Linked DNA regions of Hordeum vulgare: region 1 is linked to region 2. Evidence: chromatin contacts called from public Hi-C data. All regions are on one chromosome and are shown on one strand. The core of a region is the stretch at or near the end of the contact, and the rest is flanking DNA. Distances in the headings are between cores, read along the strand shown.

What was found. Hi-C and Micro-C count contacts between places; a contact is called where the count stands out from the background.
Region 1: a Hi-C map of leaf shows a contact between it and region 2, with 2.9 times the contacts expected there. The contact joins the enhancer-like site here to the promoter of LOC123398416 in region 2. A contact is called at or near these places in 1 of 6 Hi-C or Micro-C datasets (leaf) and 1 of 1 datasets of contacts at active chromatin or transcription factors (embryo).

The regions. Positions count from the first base shown.
Region 1 is chr5H:418,105,215-418,112,470 of MorexV3_pseudomolecules_assembly, forward strand. No RefSeq gene overlaps it. Among protein-coding and RNA genes, the nearest start is that of LOC123395959, 170 kb to the right of the region's middle. Within about 2 kb of position 1,402, at least 3 of the 3 cell types and tissues checked have open chromatin away from gene starts, as enhancers often do. A contact at or near this core is called in leaf, where this site is marked.
Region 2 is chr5H:417,853,828-417,860,302 of MorexV3_pseudomolecules_assembly, forward strand. It overlaps LOC123398416 (U-box domain-containing protein 39-like), which reads right to left and starts at 4,282. Exons shown (of 1, transcript XM_045092890.1): 1 at 2,381-4,282. The coding sequence starts at 4,212. The coding sequence ends at 2,545.

The DNA.
Region 1 (7,256 bases), core at 152-2,651, 250 kb after region 2:
GTCGCATGAAAAGAGCAAGCTGAATCCAACATCCACGCTTCACTTTCGGTTGACCGCCTGTCTGATACTACGAGGGCATCACTACTGCTGTCTGAGTCATCACCATGAATTGTCATATTAGCACTTGACTCACCATTGAGCTCTCGACAGTCCTTTTTAATATGTCCCATCTGCTTACACTTGTGATACTGTATTTTCTTTTTCTTTTTCTTGTTCTTCCCTGCCTCATATCACTTCCGCCACTCTTCACCCTTGACTAGCAAACTTTCACCATGAGTGACTTCAACCGCGTTCTTCTTTCTCATGTGATAAGATATCAAGGCTGCAGTAATATCCTCATTCTTGACGGTCTCCTTGCCGTGCGTCAGAGTAGTGATCAAATGGTCATATGATGATGGCAATGAACAAAGAAGCAGAATTGCCCTATCCTCGTCGTCAATCGTTGCACCCAAACGTGCTAGATCCGTCACGACTTGATTAAAGGCGTTCATATACTCCACAAGATCCGAACCCTCCTGCATCTTCATCTCATACAACTTTTGCTTCAGATACACCTTGGTCGTCGCAGTCTTGGACATAAATTGACTCTCCAGCTTCTCCCAGATCTTCTTCGGCGAATTGTCGTCCATCACATGATAAATAACCTGGTCCGACAGACACAACCGTATAGTTCCGGCTATCCTCAAGTATAACTCCTCCCAGTCCTCAGCCTCCATCTTAGCTGGTTTGGCTTCCTTCAACAACGCCTTCAAGCATCCCTGTTGTGCCAACAAATCTTTCACCCTTGTCTGTCGTAGGCCAAAGCTTCCAGTCCCGTCGAACTTCTCCACCTCAAACCTAGTATCCAATGGTGGCATGGTTCTTTGTATGATTGACCTGCGAAAAATTAACTGAGCTCTCTCACTTGTTTCCCAAGTACACAAGCTTGTACTACTAGCAAATTCCAACCAAACAACTTTCTGGTATTCACGTGATGGCAGCCTCCCTTGACACTAATTCCAATGCTAGTTGTTGCTTTGCTTTGCCAAAGCCGTTGCTAATTCCTGATGGATGCGTAGACCCTGTTCAAAATCTGATGGATTTTTCCCTTCCGATTGGATCTAACTGTTATTTTCGTCTCTCGTCACGTCCTCCTACACGGTGCCTCCACAAGCTTGTATAGCCTACAAGCATCCCTGCACGAGTCTAACCTGGAGACGTTTTCTTCGAGGACTCGGTCCGTTTTGTTTCCATAACAAATCAAGCACGTAACCTTCTAGGTACCGTGGACTGCATGGGCCTCACCCAACTGGCACAACACCGTGCGCGAAACGATGCCGCCTGTACGCCAAACCGAGATGCATCGCATGTACGCCTCCATGGGCCCCGACCAATCGTCTGGCACCGTGAGATGCATCACGCGTGTACGCCTGCATGGGCCCCGACCAATCGCCTGGCTCCGTGAGATGCATCACGCCTGTACGCCTGCATGGGCCCCGACCAATCGCCTGATACTCTTTCTTTAAATCAACGATCCCGTAACCTCCTCGAACCTTCCTCATGACACCACTTATGTTAGAATAAATTCGAAATACGCGGTCGATCCACCTAGGAACGAGAAATCGCAGCACGATGACGACATCGAGATTTGTTCCAACAAGGTTCGACGAACTCGCCTACGCCCCGGGGCAATGACTACGGGCGCTCCTCCCCGAGATACCGCAACACCGGCCACCCGGCGCCGACACAAGACATCGGCTCCCCCTTGCGAGCCCGTCGCTATCTAGTAGTCATGGGTTACAACGTGGGGTGCCTCCTCATATACAAGAGGCCAAGGGTACAACGTGTCCGACTACCACATTATATGTATCCTACCCAAACTACAACACCAAGTTCATACGTAACCCAACTCGTACACAATATTCGACACAACTCTAACACATAACAAGGCAGTCGACGATCCGAGGTCTGCCGCAAGGTCATGTTTGTGTGAGGCTGAAGGTCTACAAGAGGAGCGTGGCGAAAGCTAGATGGATGGAGCGAACCAACGCAACGACAGGGAGGCAGCAGCAAGAGCGCCCAAGGGTAGTTGGATGACTGGTTGGGCGTGCAATATGGGGGACGGTTGCTTGGGGCAATGACCGGAGCCGAGAGGTGAGATTGCCCCGCGGCGACGTTTCCTCTCGACTGAAATGGCAGATACAAACAAAGAGTTTTAGTGCGAAGATTAGGGTGTAAACTATCCTCACAAAATTAACGGCGAGATAAGATCTATACTGCTCTTTTCCGTAGAAGTATAGGGTATATCATAAAAATGCTCTTTATCTTACATGGCATTTCTAAAATAACACCATTGTACATGCCCTAATGTAAAATCTTTCCTATAAATTTCTGGGAGTCTCTTCAAAGATTAAGAATAAATTAAGCATGTTTGTGTATGGCTCGCTCCCTTGACATTTGAAAGATCATCATAGTAATCACCATATTTAGAAATCATCGGAAAAAAAATCATGAATACGCATTGTAGTGTATCATTTTCATGATAGAAAGAGTGGAAACAAGGGTGGCTGCCCGCGACTATGTGCACACTCGGGCATAGTAATGGGTGCTGATTAGCAGAAAAGAGGGTTACTCAGCCCAAAGTAACATAGACTATGTTATACTCCCTCCGTTTTTAAATATAAGTCTTTCTAGAGATTCTATTAAAGGACTACATACGGATGTATGTAGACATACTTTAGAATGTATATTCACTCATTTTATTTCGTATGTAGTCACCTAGTGAAATTTTTTAAAAGACTTATATTTAAGAATAGAGGGAGTAGGTGTGATTCTATCCAGCCTGCGGGCACCTACCATCACCCAGCGGTGTGCATCCTCCATGATAGAGCGGATCAGGAGCGAAGCTGAAGGTTGTCCGTTGTCTCTAGAACATTTACATATAAAAAAAAAAAACAAGATCCTGCATGTACCAACCAAAACATACAACCGTATTTCCTCTTTGGATTTACATTTCTCGAAACATAATCTTTGTTGTGGTATTTCTTGAAACACCGTTATATCTTTTTGAGAAAAGTGCATTTTACAGCCCTGAACTTATGTCCGGGTTTAAGTTACAACATCGAACTCCAAAATCAGTTAGGACAAAACATGCACATTAGCGGGAAAACCATCTCACTTTGAAAAAAAAAGGGGTATTGGCAGATAGTTCGAGGTTGCCTACTAACAGGTTATAGAGATGAGGAGTTGTAAATTAAACTTGCCCATGCATTTAGGGTTGTAAAGCACACCTCTCCTTCTCACTCTCTTTTCTTTTTCTTTAGGAAGAACGCCACTAGTTAAAGTGTGGTATTAGTATTATTACTAGTCCGTCACACTGGTAGCAAAAGGAATAATGTAACGAGATGCACATAGCTAGCTAGTGATTTCTACAGAATCGACAGCGGTGCATTTATCCACGACTTTGTCTGCAAAGTGAAGATGGCGACATCTGCTTTATATTAGATATAAAAGACGCAATCTTGTGGGTATGGACACAATGTTTCTTCTAGCAACACAAATCCACAATCCCAAGTATATATAACCGTGCACACAAAGAAATACCTTTCTTGGTTTACTTATACGGTTGGGCATGAAAAAGCTCAGCACACTTTCAATCATGCACCAAGATAGTGCGTTCACATTGGTTGATCTTTCAATCTTTAACAGTTCCAAAAGAAAAGAAATGAAAAAGGTGATGGCACATATACACGAGGGGAATGCACGAGCTGCATCATCCAGTGTGCCTGTCGATTTGAGCGCGAAAATAAAAGCAAAGTTACGAAGATTCAGAAATGAAAGACAGCGTGTTTAATATGATGCCTTAAGGCATGTACAATTGTGAAATATGGATGTAGATGCTTCATGACAAAAAATAACTTAAGGCATCTAATTGATTTTTCTTTCCAATGTAAGCTATCACTAGTGGGCCTCATCGAAGAATAAAAAATAAAGATTAATACACATACATCTTTATTTTTCACTCTAAGTTTTTCAGTTTTTACACCAGATCATATTTTTTTCTCTTCAACCACCGGCCTCCTTCAAAGGATTCCGCTTCCTCATCTGAACATACTTTTCCTGACATCCGATTCTACATGAAATACGAGGCATTATTCCGAGGCTATGCATTATACATGCCCTTATCATCTCGGTTTCAATCATAAATCAAACTTTTAGTTGCGTTGATTGACATATAAATATGGCTCAATGATTTCTCTGGTGACCAGCTCACATATCTCACCAAGATTTGGCCATCCATACAGTTGGGTACCATTGTAGACACGTGCAGGTGTTGGATGAGAAACCATTTCAAAGATGGGAAAATAGACGAAAGCTTCTTTATCATTTCATTTCACATTCTTGCATGGTCCAAAAGGCATCTGTTGCGCTAAGCAACAATTTACAGATGAGCACTAGATCGAGACAAATTAAACATTGTTGTTTTGTAGATAAATTATTAGAGCTTTTGCGGCCAACATTTCCCTTGTTCCTGCTGAATTCAGAACACTTGTCGCAGTTCAGTCCTTGACTTTGCATGAGACTATTTAATAGATTTCCGAGGCAAAAATAAAGGAAAGGCACGGAGCAAAAAGCATATCAGGGAGCTGTGTGATTGTGAAAGCAGGCACTCGAGGAGTTCAATCGGGTCTGCGGTAGCCAAGCTGTCCATGATGGAGCAAGCAGCAAGCCACACTCTCTCCTGCCTTTGTGGCGCCTGCTTTGCGTTTGGATCTTGGACAAGTGAAGTGAAGCAAGCGGAACGGCTGGCTCATTGCACAAGCGACACAAACCTTGGGGCCAAGCTACCTTTCCCGTTGGGTTTATCTAATCATTTGCCAGTGGTTTGGCCTCGATCGCCTCGCTTTACCGAATGAGTTGTTCCCATCCTGCGCTGGCCACCTAGATTGGACGTCAGACTTTGGAGCTGCGCGGAAATTTCAGCTTGGACTCGCTCAACGTGCTGCTTCCTTCCGGCGTAAAATACCAGTGAAACTGCCCCGTTGTCTGTTCCACTACATGATTTTGAACGAAAGCACGCAGCCAGTTTCCGTGAACTATGTAATGTAATACTCAGGCCGAGCAGACTGCTGTGGTCGGCTCGGCGTGATTGTACGGCAGCACTTCATGATAAGCAGCGAGCGGAGAGCATCTTCATTGACCTGTTGCGGGAGGTTGCTTAAAAAGACCTCGCATAGCAGATTAGAATAGGATAACATGGTAATTTGATCCACTCCTAGCTTGCTGGAGTTGCACCACCAACTATCGAGTGTAGTAGTGGTCCAAGGAGCGAGAACATATACATCCGGTAAATCCGGCCCATCAAACCCACGTCACTGTCCGTTCACGTCTTAAAAAGAATCTCACAATCGAACATCTCAATTAGCATTACGCTAAATTCATACAAATTTATACAACCACGTAAACGATGCAATACAAACATCGTCCAGCTACTAGATCACACCATGTCATCAAACTATTAAAATTTGGCATGTTTGACCTCCATGCTAGCTATGGAGAAGATCATCCACACCTGTCATTGCCCTTTCCAGCGCCTTTGGCGTACTTCTCACGAAAGTAGCAGTCGCGGTACAGATCAATTTGGATATGCTCTTCGTCGGAGCTGTCCAACCTGTTGTTGTCCTCCTTCTCCTCCTTGGGTCGTAGTCCGACCATAACACGGACAACCCGATTCTGCTCTTGGGTGAGGGCGTGCATGTTCCTCCACGGTCGCTTCTTTATAATGCGGGCGCAGATGGCTTCCTCCTTTGCGGCCGCCCGTGTCGCCGCCATGTCGGCATAGGGGCGGTCCTTAGTCGCGCTCATCCTCTACTTCCCACAGCGGGCACACTTGTCCAAGTGGGACTCATACTCCAACGAACTGATGATGGGGAAAGGGAAATTAGAAGGCTCCCGGGAAGACCCGATGCGTCGATGCTATGGAGTCGTGTCGGACAGATCCTGCCATCGGCCGGGTACTGTCCTTCCGGGAGCGACAACATGCAATGCGGACAGTCATTACCTCCTCCAACATGCACGAGACGACAACCCAGTCGACGGATTCGGACTGGTCGAACTCATATCTGCTGCCCGCCATGCTAGAGAAGACCGGAGATCGTTGGACGAAGCTTGGGTGACGAAGTGGAGTGAAGGGGGGGGGGAGAGTGTAGTGGCTAGGGTTTGTTCCAGAAAAGGGATGGGGACGAATATATGTGGGATTAGGTGGGAGAACGTGGGTCGGGTCTTACGTAGTGGACGTGTCCGGTCGCGCATGGGCTTTCCCATATCCCCCCATATTTTGGCTGGATATGAGAGGTGCACTAGTAGAAATAAGGGCTTTCGTCCCAGCTCGAAAAACACATTAGTCCCGGTTCCTTTACGAACCGGGACTCATGTTAGTATTAGTCCTGGTTCGAGCCGCAAAGGCGCCGGTCGGGCATTAGTCCCGGTTCAAATGGGACATTTAGTCCCGGTTCGAGACGGTTTGGAGGATTTAGTACCGGTTCGTGTCTTGGACCTTTAGTCCCGGTTCGTGTCTCGAACCGGAACTAAAGAGTTTGGAGGATTTAGTCTCGGTTGGTGTCTTGAACCGGGACTAAAGGGTAGACCTTTAGTCCCGGTTCGTGACACGAACCGGGACTAAAGGTGTTCAGATTTTTTTTCTGTTTTTAAATTCTTGTTTGTAGTTTCTGTTTTAAATTGCTTATATCTTTTAGGATATTTGATGTTTTTGATTGATTCTTTTTGCATTAGATTCAAAATTTTGTCTAGTTTCTGTTTGTGCCATTAGTTTTCAAATTTGAATGGTTTAAATTTGAATTTGTTTAAATTTGCTTCAAACCCAGTTTTTGAATAACTTGAGTTTACAAATAGTTTTTCATTTAATTCTTTTTTCTCCCACTCATGTGTTAGATTGTTGTCACAGTAAGATTTATTTGGTTATTTTTAGAATAATTTAAATTAGGATTTTAATTAAAGAAATATTGTTTTGTTTATATAGTTGTTTTAGTCATTTAATTGTTGTTTTTTATTATTTTTAGTTAGTTCTTTCTGTAGATTTTAACATGTTGTAGTATGGTGCATATTTAATGCACAAAAAAAATCTACAGTTCAATTAATTTTAAAAAAATGCCTTTGTAGCAGATGGGTTTTCGTCTGAAACCTTGATACTTTGAGTTTTGTAGAAAATAAACAAAAATGATAAAATCTTCAAAAAATAAACAAAAATGATAAAATCT
Region 2 (6,475 bases), core at 3,032-5,531:
GCGCTGCCATCGCCACCAGCACAGCCCGCGTCGGCAGGACAAACGACAGAGGCGCACGCAGCTGAATTGTGGAACACGACGTTCCCCTGGACCGGCCCTGCGCCTACGCTGGTCGACTTCACCGGCTCCGACAACGCCGCCGCCGCCGCCAAGGGCTGCCCTCGTAGTTTTTTTATGTTTATTAATTAGTGTAATGCGGACGCGTGGACTTTCGTCGGCCTTCGTGACCAGCTTTTAATGTTTAATTATATATATATATTTTTATTTTATTTTATTTTTGCACACCGGTAAAAATAGGTCCGGTCAGCGTTGCACGCATGCGCCGACTCATTTACAAAAACAAACGTTCGTGTCCGTCTGGCCGATCCAAATGAAGAAAAAACGAATAAAACCTTGGTTCATTTGGATCGGTGTGTTGGAGTTGTCCTTAATCTTTCTATGTGGCGGTGGTGTAGCGCTTGTCTGACCAGTCGTTGTCCCCTCCACCCCTCCACCCCCTCGACGATAGCGCGCGTCGCGTATACGTCATGTCAGAACGTAGCGTAGTGAACAGTGAAATTGCAAGAGTCCTAGAGCAGAGCAACGATGGGTTGGTACGGATCGACGAATCATCCGATGGATTCCGACACGAATCTGCGCATGCGTGTGCGTCGTGGCCGGTAGCTCGGAGCAAGAAGCCCAGCCCAAGCCCGGGGCAGCTCGCGACGTGCCAACGGCGACCAGGACCCGATAGGCCACGCATCTGCCGACCCATTCGATTGTTTGTTGAGCTACACTAGGTCAACCACATGGGAGTACGGCCATTGAACTGAACCACATCTCACGTCCGTCTTTGTGAGCTCATCCATTTGGAAGTGACCAAATCAACTAGCGACTAGTCAAGGTGTAACTCGAGCTACTCACTGTCCGTGTGACTATATGACAGTGTACTGTATGCCACGACGTCAGGTGTTCAGAACAAATCAGCGACGTCGCTCGCAAGGCAGCACCAAAATAATACCATTTGTTGTTGTATTCTATAATTATATAATATACCAACAACCCTCACGGCCTGATGGCCCTATTGGAAGCGCTAACTTGCCAACACATTCAAGGCAACAGCGTTATCCAGCCGAAACACCACGTACGACCGTAGAACGAGCAAGCATCCCATTGCTTGCATCCCAAACAAAGCATTCCGGACGACGGACCCAGCCACCAAAACTACACTTTCCGGAAGCCAAATTAAGTAGGAGTGTCGTAGCTTAATCCATGTTTGGTCAGCATCTTTTCTCTCCACTCTCCAGCAACAAACAACACGTCCCCATTCGGCCTGCCCGCTCTGACCTCCTCACATGGCGACGGGCCCGTCGAGTGCCGGGCGTTGACACTGAACGCCCTGGCCGGGGCAGACATGCATTGTCTTGAATAATGCCTGCCTTTCCATTCCTTTCTCATTGTTTGGTGACGGGCTTGATTGGGCTCTACCCACCTGCCTCGATCATGAATTGGGTTTCAATCAACCTCTCCGTGTTGCGAAATGGATGATCATCGCGAGCAAGATATAAAATTAGAACGATTATACAAATAACCAAACGGATGGTTGATTAAGATCGAGTATAATCCGGAGGAATGCGTGGTTGAATTAAGAAAGCCTTGTCTCCATACCCTCCAACCTCCATCCATCTCAAAAAGAAGAGGCAGGGGCAACAACATCTGGGAGGAACCACGCAATGCAAAAGGTCAAGTTCCCACGGGAGGTCCTACATGGAAAGGAAAGGCAGACAGCAGTACCGCACGCATTATGTTTGGGCAGGCGACAGGCATGGCATCCGTCAGTCGCCATTTTAAAATAGGAGAGATTCATGTTCAGATCGGCGGACCAACAGCGAAATGGGAGGAGTTCAAGTTCAGATCCGGCGATGAACAGCACGGATCGAAATCAGTACCCAATGGCAAGCCGTGTAGAGGACATGGATTGTCTGATCCTACTGTAGGCGAGCAAGAATTTGCAATGGCCAACCGCATCGCCAATGCGACGCATACAGTGTCAGTGATCCAACGCGTCGACGCATGGTGTGGCCTGCAGCACCAGCATACATCGGCCAACGAAGCGAAGCAACCATCCAGCAGGACTGGATCGAGAGCAGAAAGAAAAGATGGTTTTATTTTACAGGTGGAAACGACACACATGAGGCCGGTCCTCCCTAAAACAATAATATAGGAGTATCTGTCAAGCTCTCGGAGTGTCTGTGTGTGTGCAGCAAGTACGGAGAGAACAAAGGATTGCTCTGGCTTGCAAGCAACATCCGACCAACCAACCAGCTCCTTGTTTGTCCGGCACAGGAGCCGACGAGCGAGCCAGCAACGGCAATCGACACTCCAGCACGAGCTCGGAGCATTTGAGGACAACATTTGAACGACTTCATTGCAGCATCAATCACAGTTTCAAAACGAAGGAGGGAATTAATCCTCTCGTGGCACCGACGTCTAACGCTAATTAAGCAAGCGATGGGTTTTTTTTACATACAAATGGCGGCAAGGGAAGGGGAGGTAAGGATCGGCTCAGAACTCGGCGGTGTTGCCGCACGACGAGGCCCCGACCTCGCGCTGCCGCCGCCGGAACGACATGAGCCCGTCCGACACGATGCTCCCGCCGCAGTCGTCCCCGTCGCCGCACTCCAGGCTGCTGCCGGTCAGGTCCGCCTCCTCGTCCAGGTCGCCCCGCATGGCGCGCAGCGTCTTCCTCGCCATCTCGCGCCGGACGCCGCCGGGGGTCCCCTCCTCGGCCACGCGGCGGAGGGCCTTGTCCGCGCCGGCTGCGCGCGCCAGGCCGCGGAACCGGAGGCTGCCGCGGCTCAGCGCGTAGATCGCCGCCACGCACCACTCCTCCAGCTCGGCGACGTCGTGGGAGGAGAGGAGGATGCCGGACACGGCCGCGACGGCGCCCGCGTCCATCAGCGAGGCGCGGCCCTCCGAGCAGCCGCCCACGTTGCAGATCACCATGAGGGCCAGCTTGCGGATGGGCGTGGGCTCGGCGGCGCTGGACGCGACGCTGAGGAGCGCCTTGGATGCCCCCGGGAAGCGGGCGACCTTGGACTGGTTGACGGCGGCCAGCGAAAGGTGGTAGATGGCCATCCCGGCGTCGCGGCGCGCGCGCGGGTGGTGGGCGGGGGAGGTCAGGAGGTCCAGCAGGGGAGGCACCGCGCCCAGCACGCCGATGGCGGCGCGGTTCTCCTCGTTGAGCGCCAGGCCGAAGAGCGCGCCGGCCGCGTGCTCGCGCGCCTCCGGCGCCGAGCCGCCGGAGCGGAGCACCTCGACGAGCGCCGGTACGGCGCCCGCGCGGACGATGCGTACCTTGTTCACCGGCTCAAGCGAGAGGTTGACCAGCGCCGCCGTCGCGTCGACCCGCGCGGAGGCGTGCCGCGGGATTAGCAGCACGCGGCGGAGGGCCGCGAGCAGCCGCGGCGTGCAGAGCGCAAGCCGACGCTCAGCGCTCTCCCGGGTGGCGTCCCGGAGGACGGCCAACGCCGCCGCCACCTCTCCATCTTCGTCCGCGTCCATCACCGTCGCGACCACCTCATCCTCCAACGGGTCTACCGGCAACTCCAGCTGGGTCACTTCCTTGGCCGCCTCCTTGACTGGCTTCGCAGCCGCATCGTCCTCCGCGGGTGTGATCTCCGAGGACGACGTGTACGTGGACGTCGACGCGGCGGAGGCCGGGGACGAGTAGGACGAATTGGACGAGCTCGCCATCGCCGCCCGCCTGGTCCTAACAGACTTGGCGTCGGCCGCCGCGGCCGCGGCAGGAGGCATCGCGCGGAGCACGGCCTCCCGGACAGCTTCCTTGGACGGCGGCCTTGGCGCCGCGAGGCCGGAGCGGGCGCACCAGGTGCCGATAGCCGCCTTGAGGGCGGAGTTTGGTATCATGGCATCGGAACCCGAGCCGGCGCCGGGGGGCAAGAAGGAGAGGTCGGAGCAGGCCTGGAGGCAGGCGCGCTCGTACGTCTGGCCGGAGGGCAGGATGACCGGGTCGGCCATGAGCGCGCCCGAGAGCGGGCAGACGAACTCCGGCGGCGCGGCCTCCTCCCACTTCCGCTCCGGCCCCGGGTCCGCGGCCGCCGCGGAGCGCGCGGGCGAGTAGGGGGCCGGCGGCAGGGACTTGGAGGAGGGGGAGGAGGGCGCGCTGCGTTGGAAGGGGAACCTCCAGCGCCGTGGACGCGCGGCACCCATGAACCCGCGCGGCTACTATTTAGCGGCGGCGGGGGCGGGGGCGGCGGAGGGAAGCTGCTTTTGTGGCTTGGGCGGGCATTTGTTTTAGGGAGAATGGTTGCTTTTGGGGTTTGGGTGCTTTGTGGCTTGGCCGGGAGTGAGTGAGTGAGGTGGTGTGGTCGTGGTTTTATGCGCCGGGAGAGAGAGAGGCGAGACAGGGGAAGAACCTTAGCCTGGAAGGGAGCCGAGCGATGTGGGTGCGCGCGCGCTGCTTTCGGCTTTGTTTAACTGCCGCGGCTCGTGTGAGAGATAATTGCATCTATCATCCTTGAATTGGCGGCGAGCTCCAATTCAGTCGAAGAAAGTTAAAAACTGCTTCAGTACGATCCTCATACACGGAAATATGTTACCAATACGGTCTTGAATCTTGGAGAACGAGTCCCCTCTCTATGGGTCCCCTCTCTATGCGTCGCCGTGTGGCCCATCTGTCAGCGAAGACCCCACTTGTCAGCGCTAACCCCACTCACCTCCTTGTCTGTTCTCGATCCCCTGTCCTGTCTTCCCCAATTGAGAGCGAGAGGCGAAAGACGGCGATCAACCACGGCGGCAGATGAACGGCGAGCAGGCATTTCGATGATAGTCCGTGCGGTGGCGGAAGCGACAGTGATGGCGCCGCAACCTGTGGGGCGGAGTTCGTCAAAGATGAAGGGCCCTCGACGGCGTCCCGACGGCGAGGCGGCTTCAACCTATGGTATGATTCGTTGATAGCACATAATGTGATGTGTTTTTTGGCCCAATAACCTGCATTGTGTCGATTAGGTCCTGTGCATAAATTATGTGATTTGTACATGTCGATTTGCTGTCGTTTGTGAGGAATTGTGCTTGGGTTTGAACTTTTACTGAATGTTTTGTTGTAGCGAAGGAGAGTGGATATTTCAATGTCGAAGTGATTCATGGTGGGGTTTTCTTTGGTAGTGGGTTGAATATGTGCTATTTCGATGGCAAGAAGGTTTGTTATGATTATTGTCATGTGGAATTAGTATACTACAGTATGTTTGAAGAAATAGTTGAGCACTTGGGGTATGAAAAGGAAGAAAGAATTCATATCTATTGGCTGCCCCCTGGTTGTCACATTAATGGAGGTGCTGAAACTCTGTTGTCCAATGATGCTGACTTAGATGCTATGTATCTTCAGATGAATATAAGGCATAATTTCCAAATGATATATCTTGATCGTTTGGATAGCCATATTTCTGGTGGAGGTTCTAAATGGGATGATGTTGTGGCTAATCGAGTAGCAGAATTTCCTACTGTTTTCAGTCCCATAAAGAAGCCAAGCAGTGCAAATGAAAGCAACACATCTTGTAGTGCTGTGGATGAAACTCATGAAATTCAGAGTCATGACCAAGAGATCTCTCATGACCAATTCTTTGTGAGACTGAGACCAAGAGCACATAAGTTGGAAGAGGAGGAAGAACAATATGCAGATTCAGAATCAGCTGACAGTGATTATATTCCTGAGATTATTGACAGTGATTGTGACTTGGAGGATGGGGATGAAGATTTGTTGCAGGAGCAGCTGCATCCAGTGCAAGACAAGAAAGGGAAGAAGGTGGTTGAAGATTGCAACTCTTAAGAAGAGGAATTGGATGGTCCAGATTTTGATGAAGATGAAACAAAATTCAATTTCAAACCTTTTACAGCTGCACACATGCTGAGCCTAAGTTCCATGCAGGCCAATTGTTCTCTTCAGTGGTGCTTTTGAGGAAAGCAGTCAGAGAGTACAATTGCAAATAGAGGGTAAACATCAAATTCCCAAAGAACGACAAAATAAGGCTTTGTGCTAAGTGTGAGAAAGGCTGCCCATGGTATCTATATGCATCTTGGGACAATATGACAAATGCTGTAATGGTGAAGACATTCAATGGTCAGCACACTTGTGAGAAGAAGTGGCAAATTACAGCCTTTACAACTAGGTACATTGCTTCAAAATATGTGGACAAGATTAGGGCATGTGAGAAGATTTCACTAAAGGCCTTAGCAGGTTTTGTGCAAGAAGATTGGAACATGACAATTAGAAGGGGAAAGCTTGGGAGAGCTAGGAAGATTGCATATGATATTATATATGGAGATGAGATCAAACAATATAACTTGTTGTGGAACTATGCAAATGAAGTGAGAGATCAAATCATGGAAGTACTTTCTTTGTTGAGCTTTCAGATGAGGTGTAGTTTCAGAAATGTTACTTCTCATTTGATGCATGCAAGAGGGGGTTCTTATCTGC